Regions from separate parts of the Sus scrofa genome. Here region 1 is linked to region 2. A link is a contact called in public HiChIP or PLAC-seq data. All regions are on one chromosome and are shown on one strand. Each heading gives the region's core, a stretch centred on a gene start, on an enhancer-like site or on the middle of the called end of the contact. The rest is flanking DNA. Distances are from core to core; before and after follow the strand shown.

What was found. HiChIP or PLAC-seq counts read pairs in DNA pulled down with a chosen protein or histone mark.
Region 1: an H3K27ac HiChIP or PLAC-seq map of skeletal muscle shows a contact between it and region 2, with 5 times the contacts expected there. The contact joins the promoter of EDEM3 here to the promoter of TSEN15 in region 2. A contact is called at or near these places in 1 of 5 promoter capture datasets (fetal skeletal muscle), 1 of 47 Hi-C or Micro-C datasets (heart right ventricle) and 1 of 2 datasets of contacts at active chromatin or transcription factors (skeletal muscle).

Annotation. Positions count from the first base shown.
Region 1 is chr9:125,981,408-125,986,133 of Sscrofa11.1, reverse strand. It overlaps EDEM3 (ER degradation-enhancing alpha-mannosidase-like protein 3), which reads left to right and starts at 3,061. Exons shown (of 20, transcript XM_021102628.1): 1 at 3,061-3,503. The coding sequence starts at 3,343. LOC110262256 (a long non-coding RNA gene) reads right to left here and starts at 3,020. Exons shown (of 3, transcript XR_002347094.1): 1 at 2,457-3,020; 2 at 1,951-2,034.
Region 2 is chr9:125,298,323-125,303,669 of Sscrofa11.1, reverse strand. It overlaps TSEN15 (tRNA-splicing endonuclease subunit Sen15), which reads right to left and starts at 2,881. Exons shown (of 9, transcript XR_002335966.1): 1 at 2,759-2,881; 2 at 2,345-2,591.

The sequences.
Region 1 (4,726 bases), core at 1,812-4,311, 680 kb before region 2:
GCAAGGCTGTGCAAACAAACTCTTATCTGGTTAAAGGGCATTTTATAACTGGCTCTTATTTCTTACCATTTTTAATGAGCTTTACACATCTGAAACCTCTTTCATAGTCTTTAAAAGTCCTCATCCTAGCCTTCCACCAGTGTTTTCCCCCTTGCATAACACACCAAGGTCTCTCTCATTTTTAACTCCTCTATCCTTTTTATGACTAAGTGTATTCGGTCTAAAATAATGTGTTGTAGGTTTTAAAAGAATGAATGCAGATTTTTCCTAGTGTCCATAAATTGCCAATTATCTTAGAATTTTTTCTTAATTTCCATTAAAGGGTTAAAATGGGTTCTTTTTTGAAATACATTTTGTGATCATATTTTTCTTTCATTTCCACAGGCTCCAACTTAGATATGTTATGCTGCAATGCTTTTTAGGCCATAGCTTTTATCCTTATGGTTTTGCAGAGATTAGTGAAAAATGGACTCAACCACTGGCTAGAGACTGAATTGCAGTAGGGAGAGAAAGATGCTTATTAAGTCAACTATGAATATGTTTTTTGCTCTCATTACACACTTTAAAATGCAATGTTAGCTGGAAAACAAATAAGCTACGGGAAATATCCCCAGACAATGCTACACACTAAAAGCCAGTAATTTTCTTAAAGACATTGTTTCTCAATGATAGTTACTAGTCAATTTTGATTTCTTATAAAGGCTTGGAGCATCAGGAAGGCAAAGAAAATTGAATTATTGCCAATAATTCACTACAAATAATTGACCACATTTCAATATAGCTGAAGGTCACTGACTATTTTTCTGTTTTCTTTGTTCCTAGTTTTCAAATACTGAATGACTGGTGTTGACCTTTAGCTGGCCATGTTCTCTGTGCCAGAGCCAAGAACAATCCACAGGTATTATTGACTTAGTGACTTAAAGCTGCCAAAGAGGATCCGGGATGGAACCAACATAGGGATGCAGGTCTGTAAAAAGGATAAAATTAAACATTGTACAGAAGTGGCCTTGTGCTTTCACAGCCTCCACATTAGTAGATAAAAACCATCTTATTTCTACTTTATAGACACGAAACTGAAGGAATAAGGAAACAAGTATATCCAGCATTTATTATTTTTAACAGAAGCACAGTGATGAGTTTTGGAACATACAGAGAAATAAGCTAAAGTCAATACCCTCCAAGCAGTCACAAACTAGTGGACAGGGCTGACTGTGAAAAACACAATAATAAAGACACACAATACAATAGGAGGATGACGTCTAATAGCTGGAAGGTTTTGGAAGGATTCCTCGGAGATGGAATCTGAGTCAGACGTCATGGGTAGTGAGTATTCTACAGAAAAAGTGGGATAGCAGAGGGAATAGTGAGCAAAGGCACCGAAAAGGATTTACCATGAGAACCTGTGAGTTTTCCCACAGGATTTCAGAGCAGGGCAGGGGTAGAAGGGATATAATGTGTTCAAGGGGTTTGTAGATGTCCTCAAATGCCAACTCTAGTAGCAATGCAGAGAAAAGTTAGGGAGGCAGGGAAATAATTTAGGAGGCCATCGTGATAGTTCAGGAAAGAGGTAATGGAGGCTTAAACTAAGCAGTAGAAAGAAAGAAAGTGATAGCAGAAGTAGAATCTATCTAACTGGCAAGTGACTGGGCACAGACCGTGGAGGAGCAGGATGCGTTGAAGATGATACTGACATTAATTTGAATCAGTGAACACATGACTTTTGAGCTTACTCTTGGGAATTTCTATTAGGGAGGAGGAAAAGTGGGTCTAGAAATCAGGATGTATATCAACCACAGGGATATGATGCTTGAATCCATATAAGTGGAAGAAATCACCACGGAATAGAGTACAAAGAAAAAAACGCACACACATAAACACTTTAAAATGCAGGAAGCACCTGCATTTTAAGGCAAAGAGGGGGCATGAAGGCGGAGGATTCATTGATCTCACCTGAATGGTCCGTCTGAGAGGAAAGCAGATGATGCAAGGTGATAGAAATCAAGGAAGAAACTTTCCAGAAAGGCAGCTCAGCTGCTGAGGGCACGAGGAGAAAGCAATTTCCTGTGGTCATAGAGGTCAAATCCAAGCTCCTAAACTCCACACCTACCCACTCAATTACCACGTGTGAAAAACGATGTGTATTTTCAAGAGGAACCTAATTCTCATTTTACCAATGTGAATCGGTGGGAATGGGTGATCAAAATAAATTGCAATTTCCAATCTTTATTAAACGTTCTTTGCAGCTCACACTATTTTCCTTACATTGAGCTTTTAAGATAACTATTATTAAGCAAGTGCGAGGCCTCCCCTGCCCTCCTTCATTTCACCCTTGTGGTTACATGCGAGGACTTCTGAGTCACAGAAGCTGGTTGGAATCTAACCCAGCAGATGAGGCTTGTAACCTAAGTTCTCCGACCTCAGCTTCCTCGTTTGCAAAATGGGACCGGGGTACTTACCAATTAAAGTTGCCAAGAGTACATGAGCGATTACAAGGAAAACTCTCAGCACACTGCCGTCAAAGGCTCGATTCATTTTTGCCTTTAACGTTTTGCAATCTCGGTGAGGGCAGAGGACAACTCCAAAAGCGTATGCATTTAGGGACTACTATTCCTTATGGCGTGCAGCACGGACCTGAGGCCATGTGAGCCTCATCTAGCCGGCACTCACGGAAATGTATTTGCAGGAAAAAGGCTAAAGAGCTGACAGGTTCCTGGGAACTATGCAACCCACAAAGGGAGGGCTGGTGCAAGACGCCAGGGAAAGCCAGATCGCAGGAACCGCCCGTGCCCCTCGGAGAACCACATGTCCCAGGGTGCAGCGCGCCCACCCCGGAATTTTAGCCCGGCGGATCCAACTGCGAGAGCTCCGAGGAGGGAGCAGTGCACGCTGGGACCGGTAGTTTTCAGGTCTCAAGTTCACGGGTCGGAGGACGGCCGAGGCTAGAGGTCCCTCCCCAGTCCCGCCTTTTGTCCACGTCTCACTTCTGCTGGCCAATACCCTCTCCTGTCCCCGGAGCCAGCCCCTCTCTGATCCGGTCCCCATTGGTCCTGAGGCTCAGCGTCTGGGGCCCTACCCGGAAGTCGCGTCGGGGGAGGTGGTTTCCTAGACTACGACACCGGAAAGCTGGGGGAGGCGCTCTGGGCCGCTGAGGGCGGAGGGCGGTGGCAGCGCTGGCGCTGGGGACCGGCTCGGTGGCTTCGGGAAACCGTTCGGCGACGGCGACCGCTCGCGTTCCTCCGCATCCCGCCCTCCGCACGGCTCGCAGCCCCTTTGCCACCGGCGTCCAGCAATGTGTCCCACCGGCCGGGCGTAGCAGCTGCGCGTGCGCGGAACCGCGGGGCCATGAGCGGAGCCGGCGGCGGCAGGGGCTGTGGGTCTCGGGTCCCCCAGCGAGCGCCATGGAACCTGGTGGCGGCGACGGCCGCGCTCTGTCTGGTGTCAGCCACATCCGTGTGGACGGCGGGGGCCGCGCCCATGAGCAGGGAGGAGAAACAGAGGCTTGGGTAAGGGCGCTTGGCAGCCTGGGGTGGGTTTCCTCGTGAGGCTGACCACAGGTTAGGTGCCTGTCATTGCGACCTGGGCGCGCAGTGGCCTCTCCTGTCGCGATGGGGACGGCTGTTGCCTCGAGAGGACCCTGGCGGGGTGGACAGGGTGCAGGAAGGACGGGGCCACCGCCCGCGATGCGATCTCGAGGGGACTCTCGGGGTGTCTCTGGGGCCGTCGGTGACATGTGCAAGCTCCTTGAGGCCAGCCGCGGTGTGTCAAGGCGGCTGCCATGTCAGTGGCAGGTGAAGGGGGCTGCAGCGTGTCCCTGCGCGTGAGAATTCTGCGGGTTGTCTTTCATCAGGGACGTGGTGAGATTTCTCGCATAAGTGAGCTCCCAGCTGGGAAAATGTTGCTGATCCCACAGTAGTTAAGGAAATCATGTTTACACCTGCTGTGGAAAAGGGGGTATTCATTGGAACCTGAACTTTAAACACTTTACCATTTCCTTGTGGTGTTTTCTTGTTTTGCACTTTCCTAATAGGATAGTATTTGATGGCAATATTTAAAAGACCTAATTAACTATGCTTTTTTATTCAAAGTAGTTTTAATAGGTTTTTTTGTTTGTTTTTTTAGGGCCGCACCCGCCGGCATATGGAGGTTCCCAGGCTAGGGGTCGAATTGGAGCTGTAGCTGCAGGCCTCTGCCACAGCCACAGCAATGCGCCAGATCCGAGCCACATCTAGGACCTACACCACAGCTCACCAGCAATGTGGATCCTTAACCCACTGAGCAAGGCCAGGGATCAAACCTGTGTCCTCATGGATACTACTCAGATTCGTTTCCACTGAGCCACATCAGGATCTCCATATTAGTCTTGAAAGCCGTAAATCTTCAGTTATCTGTACAGCATTGAACCCAGAGTCACTATCCCTAATGTACAATAGGTCCCACAAACAAATAAGGAATAAGCCAAGAACCAGTAGAAAATGGGCAAAGGGTGTTTAGAATTAATTCACACAAGAGGAGATACAGATGGTCAGTAAACATGAAGTTACTCAGTCTTATAATCTGAGAGATTAAAAAAAATGAAATAGCTGGGGTTTTTTTTTTTGTTTTGTTTTTTGCCATCAAGTTAATCAACAAAACGCAATACATGGATAGAGTACTGGATAGGTGGGATGTGGGAAGAAGCCTGATGGGAGTGTAAATTGCCGTAACTTATTGACAGTGTCTACTAAAA
Region 2 (5,347 bases), core at 1,632-4,131:
GGCCAAAACAGTGACCCTAGCCACTGCGATGACCTGCTGTGCGAGAAGAGACAGTTTTTAAAAGGACTTTTACTGGAACACGTTAGTGGGAGCCTCTATTTTCCCTGGTCTCTTCTTAACCTGTGGAGGAAGTCTTCTAGGTCTCTCTCCCCACCCCTGCTCACTCAAGAGTGCGGAGTTATATAATTGTTGGATTTTAAAGAAAGGACCAAGCAAGCTGTGCTGATTTCAGTCTTGTTGGTTAGCAGGGGGCAAACATTCTTCAGGGGCCCGGCCCTGCAGGAGAAGCCTCAGGTATTCCAGCTGTGTCCGTTGACCAGGTGAGGAAGCAGGGCTAATGCAGAGGTGAGGCATCAACAGACCTGCCTAGGTGCAGCTCTGAGGCCATGCCTTCCCATCAGTGTGCTCCTAAGTGTGTTGGGAACAGGAAAGAGGGGCGTTATTAAACGTCCTCCTGAAACCTCAAATGTGTTTCAAAATGACACTGTAAAGGCAATTAGGGACCAAGTAGCCAAGCTAAAAGTTTGAATTTTATCCATGAGGAAATTCTTTAAGTATAGGAATAATCAAAAAAGTGTTTGAGGATGATAAAACTAATACTATGTTACTGGTTGGACCCAATTAATTTTCAAACTGAATAATACAAATGCAGAACTGAAAAAGCAGACATCCAATATCTTTTCTTCCCTTTTTTGTAATCAATTAGGTCCTTCAAGAAAAACCAAGAGAAAAGACTTAACAGCTAGAACCTATAGATATTAACTTTAAAGAGAAAAAAAATCCCCAAGTATGAAAACTAAACAATACCATCAAATCTAGATGAGGTTTTTAAAACTTGCTACTGATGTTTCACTTATAAATACTTATGTAGTGTTCACTATATGTCAAGTGTTTATTAATTTATTTAATCCCATAACCACTTCATAAGATTAGTACTGTTCCTATGCCCATTTTACAGATGAGAAAACTGAGGAACAAGATAAAACAACTAGCAAAAAAAAGTCATAAACCTGGAAGTTCCCTTCGTGGCTCAGCAGTTAACGATCCCGACTACTATCCATAAGAACAAGGCTTCAGTCCCTGGCCTCGCTCAGTGGGTTAGGGAACTGGTGTTGCCCTGAGCTGTGGTATAGGTTGCAGACGCTGCACGGATCTGAAGTGGCTGTGGCACAGGCCGGCAGCTACAGCTCCGATTAGAGCCCTAGCCTGGGAACCACCATATGCCACAGGTGCAGTCTTAAAAAGCAAAAAAAAAAAAAAAGAAAAAAAAAGTCACAAAGCTGGTGACAGAACCCAGGATTCAAACTCAGTGACTCTGAGTTCACGCTCCCTCTCCGTGTTGTGGTTCTTTTTCTGGCACCGAAAAACATCTCCATGTTAATGTTTTTCTCACCTTGAGGGGGAAATAAGAGGATCAGAATAGGAGGATAAAATCAAGAGAAGATGAAAAGGGATTAATTCGGGAGTTCCCGTCGAGGCTCAGTGGTTAACGAGTCTGACTAGGAACCATGAGGTTGCAGGTTCGATCCCTGGCCTCGCTCAGTGGGTTAAGGATCTGGTGTTGCTGTGGCTCTGGTGTTGCTGTGGCTCTGGCGTAGGCCGGTGGCTACAGCTTCAGTCGACCCCTGGCCTGGGAACCTCCATATGCCGTGGGAGAGGCCCTAGAAAAGGCAAAAAGACAAAAAAAAAAAAAAAAAAAAAAAGGAAAGAAAAGGGATTAATTTTTTTCAGACCTAGACCTTCAAGATTTTCCTCTTCTTCACTGTTTTTAGATGATTATCTATGAAATACTGCTCTCTAGCAGAAGACTGCAATCCTACTAAAGTTACGAGACCGAAGTATCTAGCGTCTACATTCCTACAAAACCCTTGTCTTCGATCACTTCCATTCATTGCTGTAAAAGGCAACTATATGCCAAGCAGAAGCAAACGAGGACTGTGCCTAAACCTTAAACACTGTAGACTCCCACATCTTTTCCATGGCCCACAAACTGTTTAGTTTGCTTACTGTGAGGAGTAAATGAGACCAGCCCGAGAAAGAGCCCAGAGCCCTAGAGAGCACAACTCAGATGTTAGTGGTGGACGGCGAGGAGGATGGATTTTAAAGTTTTGTCCCTCCAGCCTGGGGGGGGGGGGCGGTCAGAACAACAATTCAACGCTTTTAAACAAACGAAAACAATACCGCCTGCAGCGGGCAGCGTAAAGGGTCCCCTTCCGCGAGGTTCGGGTGGAAACTCAGCGATCCCACCCCCCAGGGAGTGAAGAGCCCCGAGGGGAGCGCGGCCCGGGGGTTCCCTCTGGGGTAGGGGCCTGGACCCGTGCCCTGCTCTCTCGCGCCTCCTGACCTTAGGGTGCGTGCCCATCCAGGCGTCCTCCGGGGCCCAAGAGGGGGCGCCGCCGCCGCGTTCGCCTCCCGGGCCCATAGCGCTAGAGCCGGCGGTGGGCTGGGACTCGCGGCGCTCCTCCATGCCCGGCCGTGCGGCGCGCGTGTGCACCGCGCTCGGCTCTCCGCGCCCGGCTGGAAGCAGGGACGCGCGCATCTGGGTTCCGCTTTCCCGTCGTGCGCTGCGTCGGCGCAGGAGGGCGCAGATGCTGCCGGGCGGGAGAAGCGGTCAGTCCCATCTTCAGAAACACGCAGCTAGAACCGGCGCGGACGCACTCTCCCTGCTCCCCTTTCGCGCGGTGCTTAGTCAAATCTGGGCAAATGCTGGCCGAAAGAAGGTTGAAGAATACCCCGAGGCCGGAAACCTTTAACTTACCTTCCGTCAGCGCTGTGTGCGCTCTTTTGAGAAAGCCAGGGATAGGGTCTCTTCGCCTTCTGCAGTGAGTCCAGATCTCCAGTTCCTGGGAACAGGAAGGCCTCATTCGGAGCCCTGACATGTAAGCTTAAAGTGTGGAAGTGGATGAGATCTCTAAAAGAAAATAAAAGGGAGAAAGACCAGACTGCCAAGAACCATATTTTTAGGGTGGACCCACCTTTCAGGATTAGAGGAGCAAGAGTAAACACGAGTTGTTGAATCTAAACAGGAGTGGTCAGAAAAGTAGGATGCAAACCAGCCTAAGCATGTGACGTGGAAGCCAAGGCTGAGGAGGAGTTTCAGACAGGCAGAACAGGACATTTTAAACTTTGTGGATTTACTGTCAGGAAATGGGGAGACCCTGCAAGTTTCTGTTTCTGTAGTATCCCTCTGCCTGAAATGTGAAGAAGAGTCCTTAAGGAGCAAGGGTATAAGCAGGGAGTGGTTTAGGAGGCTGTTGGATTAACCAAGGCAAGAAATGACTCTCAGGAGACAAAGTGCCAGGCAGGGATGGAAATTCTGCTTCCAAATATGACAGACTAAGACCCTACTGGACTATCCCTCAGCAGAAGACATCTATAAAATTGGGCATAGGCGTTCTCATTGTAGCTCATTGGTAACAAACCTGATTAGTATCCATGAGGATGCAGTTCGATCCCTGGCCTCGCTCAGTGGGTTAAGGATCCGGTGTTGCAGTGAGCTGTGGTGTAGGCCGGCAGATGCAGCTCTTATTCTACCCCTAGCCCGGTAGCTTCCTAGCGGGGAGGGCATAATACAAAAAGCAACTTCCAGAATATCCTGGAATGCTAACAGAAGCAGACCAAGCCTGGTGGCCAGGGCAGGTTGCTCAGAGAAGGGCAGATAAGGAACCACACAAGTAAGTTCCCCTTTCTTCTGCATTGAGCTTGGAGCTAAGAGCAGTCCATGAGACAGACTCCAAGGCAGAAGGGGCGCGTGTGGGAAAACTCTTAGTTTTTCTTACCTAGAGAATCCAAAAAGTGAAGCCAGGAACCTTTGAATGCTGAGGAGACTAGGAAATCTCCAAAGGGGCAGGAGCCTGAGAGAGGATCCCCTAACTCTGCACACATCTCTGACAGATCCTAAACCACCTGAAACAGAATCACTGTTTAAAACAAAAAATCTGAACTAAGGCTAGAGTTGGCCTCCAAGAAAGAGTTTATAGGTCAAATTTAGCCAGGAAAATTACCTGCTAATGCAAAGGAAGTAACTTTCATAGAAAAACTATAGAGTCTAGAACCTTGACAATTTAGCATTCATAAAGTCCAAGATACGATTCAAAACTACAGACATATGGAAATCAAGGAAAAGTATCACACTGTCTAGTCTGACTCTGAGATGAATCAGATGTTGAAACTGACAAGGATTTTAAAGTAGCTATTACAGCTTATCCTCAATGAAGTAAAACAAAGCATTTTTAAGTGAATGAAACTCTCAGGAGACTAAAAAATCTCAGCAGAAAAAAGAATCAAATGGAACTGAAAATTAAAATATCAGGAGTTCCCACTGTGGCTCAGCCGGTTAAGAACCCAACATAGTCTCTACGAGGATGCGGATTCAAGCCCTGGCCTCACTCGGTGGGTTAAGGATCTGGTATTACCACAAGCTGTGACATAGGTTGCAGATGCCCCTCTGATCCTGCCTTACTGTGGCTGTGCTGTAGTCCTGAGCTGTAGCCCTGATTAGACCCCTAGCCCAGGAACTTCAATATGCTACAGGTGAGGCCTGCAGAAGAGAAAAAAATTTACAAGTTCGTAAATAAAAAATCCACTGGATGGATTTCACGGCCGAATAGAAATTACTGAATAAAAATTAAGTGAATTTGAAGGTAGAGCAATTGTCCAAGAAATCATCCAAGGTAAACAACAAAGAGAAAAATGAATTAAAAAAAAATAAACAGAGCCTCAGAGACCTGCTACATGATATCAAACAATCCAACACACTTGTAAATGAAACACCAGAAAAAGAAAAGAAAGAGAATGGGGCAGAGAAAACACTGAGGAAAAAAAAAAATTCCCTAAATTTGATATAAGACAGAAATTTGCAAGTACAAAATGCCAAATGAATACTAAGTAAAATAAACACAATGAAATCCATGCTGAAGTTAAACTGTTAAAAGCCAGATACATAGCTTGAATGCATTAAAAAAAAAAAAAAAAAGAGAGAGAGTAAGGAAAGAAAAAAGCATTGCATTACATACAGGAAGAAGTGCATCCTATTATGTCATCTAAAACCACACATGGGATTCGTAAGTTGCCCTGGATTGTATTGCATTTGAATGTAGTCATTAACCTTTGCCTCTATGAAGCGGTTGCTAAGCTCTAAAGAGGCAAATGACACTGAAATTAGTATACTCCTTCAATCACTGAACACTGACACTAATTCAGGTAATTTGAGGTGAGTAAATCTTTCTCTCTCACCTCTACAGATCCCAATCCGTTCAGATGATGGTATTTATAGAAGCATTTAAGAGCATTCTGTTCCTGATATGAGGAAAGGGGACATTTTATAAATCAGTAAGGAGATCCAATG